Regions from separate parts of the Hordeum vulgare genome. Here region 1 is linked to region 2. The links are chromatin contacts, called in public Hi-C maps. All regions are on one chromosome and are shown on one strand. The core of a region is the stretch at or near the end of the contact, and the rest is flanking DNA. Distances in the headings are between cores, read along the strand shown. Region 1 holds the start of LOC123400070 (scarecrow-like protein 9). Region 2 holds the start of LOC123452484.

Region 1 (2,907 bases), core at 215-2,714, 250 kb before region 2:
AGTCTCTTCTGGTCCAAAAAAAATCATCGCAAAAGTTTTATTCCATTTGGACTCCTTTGATATTCTTCTCTGAAAAAGGTCAAAAACACGAAAAAAAACAGAAACTGGCACTTGGCACTGAGTTAATAGGTTAGTCCCAAAAAGATATAAAATAGCATATTCATGCATATAAAACATTCTAAGTTGACAAGATAATAGCATGGAACCGTAAAAAATTATAGATACGTTGGGGACGTATCACCGCCGCGCCGCGCCGCGCCGCGGGTTGCGGGAATGAGCCGAGCTCATACCTACGCGCTTATTTTTGCCGGTCAGGAACGGAGAATACGTAACGGATGCGCCACGATCTGAGACGTCGGATCGTGGGCTGTTACCGACTCGGACGTGGGTTTAGCCCACGTCTCTCCACCCGGCCGCCTATATAAGCAGGGCTAACGCCAACCCTAGCCGTCACGAGAATCAGATCACATCTGCCTCACGCGCTCGTTCCTTTGCTGCCGCTGCCGCCGGCGACTCCGTCCCGTTCACCGCATACACGGTCGACGGGAGTGCAGGCCTCCGAAACCCTGCCTCTCCGGTTCCTGTACGGGAGAGGGGCGATTAGGTTTCTGGGGAGCGATCACGCGACTGCTCGCCTCCGTCCATCTGCTTCCTCTACATCCATGTCATCCTCATCATCGCCATGGCTGAACCATCTGAGGCCGATCGTCTCACCCTTGAAGCTGAGAAGAAGGCGTCAGATGATGCTGCCGCCGTCAACGTTGCTGCTACGGTCAAGTGGCCGGCTCGAGGGTATAACCTATTTATCCACTCGTGTTCGTTTCGATCATAACAATGCTACTTGCATGCATAGATGTATCAACTATATGCGTAGTATGTGCTAGATTAGTTCATGATCACTATGTCATTAGTATAGTCAACACCATACTAGTTATTATCTCGTGGATTAATCTACTCAAAAAATTACCTATTTACTCAACAAATCCTATGTAGGAATATGAATGCATTTCTATGAACCAAAGGATCTTAATTTTTTTTCTTCAAAAAATCATATCCTATAAAATTCCTGTAAACCAAAGAAGGCTGAACAGGAAGACAAAAGAAAAGAAGAAAGTAGGGACGTAGAAGAAGAAGTATACAATGTATTAGGACAATAGCATCATGTATATTGTTTCGAATTGACAGACTTTTCAATATTTCAGATGGCGCGATTGGACGGCGGTGTAGGTCCGTGCGAGTTTCTCCACCAAGACCCGGCTCCACGTCGCCACCAGCAGTCCATCAGCACACGTGCCAGAATGTATTTCCCAACAAGCCCGAGGGTGTTTCTCCAACTCTTGCTTGGTAGTGTAGTGAGGTGTATGCGAATAATAACAATAATCAAGCGTAATGCAGAGGGGGCGTCGCATTCGGCGTTGCTGAAAAGAAGAAAAATGCTCACATGCAGAGGGAGAGGGAGCCACCATCATCGAGGTTCTGGAAATCTCTGAGACCTCGATTATCTTTTACTACTGTAGGAGTAGTACTTAGCCAGCCACCATCACGGGACGAGATTTCTTTTCCTTTTACTACTAGCTCCGGGACGGGTCCAACTCCCAAGAGACCTCGCCGCTGGGGAACTGAGCAAAAGGAGCAAGGAAAGGAATCCCTCCGCTCAGCCGCGCACACTTGATCCCCGCCCCCAATCAAACCTTCCCTCCCTTCCTCTCTCTCTCTCTCCTCCCCCCCGCCGATCCCGCGCGGCGACCGGAGGCCCGGCTGCGGCGGCGCGTGCGGGCAGGCGATGACATCCACCCCGCAGCCTCCCCGGGATCTCGCGCACGCCGCCCCGCCCGCGCAGGACCTCACCGGCCTCGGCCTCGGCCTCGCAGCCGCGAGGTCCCTCCGCCACCGCCCACCACGCCAAGGATCGAAGCCTTCAGGTGAGCCCACCTCGCCAGCGTCAGCCCGTGATCCGCCCGCCTGTCGTCGCCGCCAGCCTGCGAAGTCATATACTCCTACCTGTTTGTATTGGTATTTCCAGTCGTTTGTTGCTTGCCCTTGCCATGCGCGTCATGTGATACCAGCAGATTTCACTTCTCAAGTGCAGCGCTCTAGTGCGTTCCCTTCCTGTTATTTTCTGCTCAGGAATCAAATAGATGCTTCACCCCGAACTCGATCAACCACTTGCCATCTTCTCTCTGACTGAAGAATTCCATCATGTTTGGCAGGTTCTGTGGAGCACCAGACCATTTCAGGCTCACTGATCCACTCAATGATTCAGTTCTGCGGAGCACCAGAGTACTTCATGTTCAACGATCCGCAGCCGGTGATCTCGCCCCATGTGGCCGCGGAACCCGGTCCCAATGCTCCCGTCGCCACCCTCTCCAGGGCCACCAACACAGAGACTGACAACCCCGAAGACTGGGAGTTCATCTCGGACGAGTCGCTCAACTATATCAGCCGGATGCTCATGGAGGAGGACATTGATGAGAAGGTCAGCGTGTACCAGGAGGAGTCAGCCACACTCCGTGCCACCGCAAAGCCCTTCTATGACATACTTGGGCACAAGTTCCCGCCGTCCCCTGACCGCACGCTCATGCGTTGGTCCCTGGACAGCCCCAGCGAGAGCAGCAGCAGTGGTCAGGCCCAGTCCTCGTCCAGTGTGGCTACTAGCTGCAGCGTCGGTGGTTCTGTTCATAGCTACCAGTGCCATGACGTTGGACACTCTGAGCAGCTGCAAGCTCATCGGGGCTTGTGTGGCCGATCTTCTCAGCCACTGGTTGTCCCATCAAGTGCTGTTTCTGATGCAGCAGACTCACTAGAAGATCCTTTGATCACCAACGGCAGGATCCCCGAGTATTTGTTCGAGAGCCTTCCAACTTGGGATTTCAGGAGAGGTGTTGAGGAAGCACAGAAGTTTCTCCC
Region 2 (2,970 bases), core at 449-2,948:
CCTTGTAATTCTCTTCGAGCTGTGGGTTTTGTTTGGCCAACTTGATCTATGATTCTTGCAATGGGAGAAGTGCTTGGTTTTGAGTTCATACCGTGCGGTGACCTCACCCAGTGACAGAAGGGGTAGCGAGGCACGCATCGTGTTGTTGCCATTAAGGGTAAAAAGATGGGGTTTATATCTATTGTATGAATTTATCCCTCTACATCATGTCATCTTGCTTAAGGCGTTACTCTGTTTATCATGAACTCAATACACTAGATGCATGCTAGATAGCGGTCGATGTGTGGAGTAATAGTAGTAGATGCAGAAAGTATCGGTCTACTTGTCTCGGACGTGATGCCTATATGTATGGTCATTGCCTTAGATATCGTCATGACTTTGCGCGGTTCTATCAATTGCTCGACAGTAATTCGTTCACCCACCGCAATATTTGCTATCATGAGAAAAGCCTCTAGTGAACACTATGGCCCCCGGGTCTACTTCACATCATATTTTCAGCCCTACACTTTTACTTTGTTGTACTTTCCGTCTTTAGATCTCACCTTGCAATCAATCGTGAAGGGATTGACAACCCCTTTGTAGCGTTGGGTGCAAGTTTGCTGTTTTTGCCCAGGTACGGTGGAGACTTGGCTTGATACTCCTACTGGATTGATACATTGGTTCTCAAATTGAGGGAAATACTTACTGTTACTGTGCTGCATCACCCTTTCCTCTTCAAGGGAAAAACCAAGGCAAGTTCAAGAGGTAGCACATACCATTGTTTGGTTAGACTCCGAGGAGCATTGTAAGATATGCGAAAAAGATAGTTATCCTATTCCTTATTTGTTTGTTTTGCATAAAATACTGTCAGTCTATTCATAAATTACCATGACATTGTAAAGAACATTAGAAGTAACAAAAATTACGCTCAAATCTATAGACTATCCAATGATGACTACAATCACTAGAGCGAGCTAAAAGCACGTTGTCGCATCTCTCCTTCACTGGAGTCAGCCAAATCTTGTTGTAGTAAGCATTTGGGATGTTGTCATGCTAAGATCCCACATGACATGCGCATTAGAACAACAACAATCGTCGATGAAGGGTGGGTACAAATTTGAAGAAATCCAACACATGGACACACAAAAATGAAACTAACGAACACAAAATCCCAACATATTCTCCAAAAGACAGACCCTGAACGAATCCCGCGAGATGTGTGAGAAACACACCTCAACACACCCTCCGCGAGACCATGCCCCTAGATACAACACGAGGGCAGGGGTAGGCGGAGATAAATGTATTTTATCTTCAGGACACCGCCACCATCTCGCTTTGAGCAGAACACATACCCTAACCAAACCATAAAATAAAATCAGAAGCCCTCCCACCGGCAACAACCGAAATACCGGCTCGTTTCATCCTAAAAATAATAATCAAGCGGGATAAAAATTAATTTATCGGTGCTGAATTTCGGCACATATTTCAGTCTTATTTTGGAACTTTCAGCCTTTGCAGCGTTTTAATTTTTAAAACCCGTTTTTGTAGGGATTTAGGAACTCATGTTGGCAGGGTTTTGTAATTTGGCCGCGCGAACGAAAAGGTGAACAGTAATAATCGCTCACTGCTGCTACATGGGCATGGGAGTGTTTGCACAGCTGTACCTCACTTACCATGTGGCCCAGGTGTTTCGCCCCAGCCGCAGCCGCAGCCGCAGCACACAACGCACTCATCAACCAGAGCAGCCACTCGACCCGATCCCCAATCCCCTCTCCTCTTTTCTCTCCTCTACTCCACGCCGCCTCTCCCCCTCCGCACCCGGCGCGGCGACCGGCAGAGGAGCCGGAGGAGGCGGCGGTTGCTCGGCCCCCGGTCCGCGGAGACGACGACGACGACGACGCCGCCGACGAGGACGACGGTGACAGCAACAAGGCGGTGAGGTGTGGTGCGGGCCGACGATGGCATCGACCCCGCCGCCGCGAGATCTCGCGCGCCTCGACCCCGCCGCGCCGCCCACGCGAGATCTCGCCGGCCTCGCCCTCGCCGCCGAAAGATCTCGCCGGCCCCGGCCTCGCCACGGCTCTCACGCGGCGACGCCGTCAGGTTAGCACCCGTGATCCACTCCCTTTATGTGCTCGTATTTGCTTCGTCCTGCTATTTCCTACCTAATACCAGTAACTTGAATCATGTACTTTCCTCGAGCCCTTCCAATTCGATCACTTGGCATATTTGCCGTGCAAACTTTACACACTGTAATTGGAGAATTTTGTGGTGTCTGGCAGGCCAATCGCCTGACCGGCGCAGTTCATCATCATCCGCCTGTAAAGATTTCCTCCGCAAGTTTGTGGACAACGAGCTTCTCACTGCAAGCCTAGAGGACTGGTTCTCCGGGAACAGCGAAGACTGCGGTTTCAAGAAGCCGGCTTTCGATGTTCCTTTTGACCTTGCCGAGCTGCAGAATTTTGACTATGCTCTGGAAGGTGTTACTTTTCAGCAGCTAGTGCGGATGCCGAACGCTCTTCATGCGTCGACATCAGACGTTTTTGAAGCTACCGCGCACCTTGCCCTGGAGGATTTTCTGCATGCTGGCATCAAGGGACTGTGGGAAGCTTTCTGGGGTCCTGAGGAAGCTATGCCTTTCTCTGTTGCCTGTATACACAGCACGAGCTCCCGATTTTACCCTGCCGAGAAGGCTATTGGCAGTGGAAAACTCGATGGTGTTTGTGCGACAGCTGTGCTGCTCAAGAATTCAAAGCATTCACAAGGGAGGTGGGATCATATTGTTGTGTTGGCTTTGCTGAGACCTGATATTGGAATGGTTTCTGCGCAGAGTGACCAGCATCTGTCTCCTGCTGTCCTGGGGGAGGCGCTATTCTTTGCACTTCGTGTATTACTTTCTCGGAGCCTCAGCAGGTCCTCCACTGTCCTTCGAAATTCAGATTCTGTTTATGTCCTCCTTGTAGATTCACAGTTTGGAGGGGTGGTAAATGT

What was found. Hi-C and Micro-C count contacts between places; a contact is called where the count stands out from the background.
Region 1: a contact with region 2 is called in a Hi-C map of leaf, with 4 times the contacts expected there. The contact joins the promoter of LOC123400070 here to the promoter of LOC123452484 in region 2. A contact is called at or near these places in 4 of 6 Hi-C or Micro-C datasets (leaf and seedling).

The regions. Positions count from the first base shown.
Region 1 is chr5H:310,394,472-310,397,378 of MorexV3_pseudomolecules_assembly, reverse strand. It overlaps LOC123400070 (scarecrow-like protein 9), which reads left to right and starts at 1,464. Exons shown (of 3, transcript XM_045094468.1): 1 at 1,464-1,922; 2 at 2,211-2,907. The coding sequence starts at 1,784.
Region 2 is chr5H:310,141,578-310,144,547 of MorexV3_pseudomolecules_assembly, reverse strand. LOC123452484 reads left to right here and starts at 1,698. Exons shown (of 2, transcript XM_045129138.1): 1 at 1,698-2,082; 2 at 2,262-2,970. The coding sequence starts at 1,938.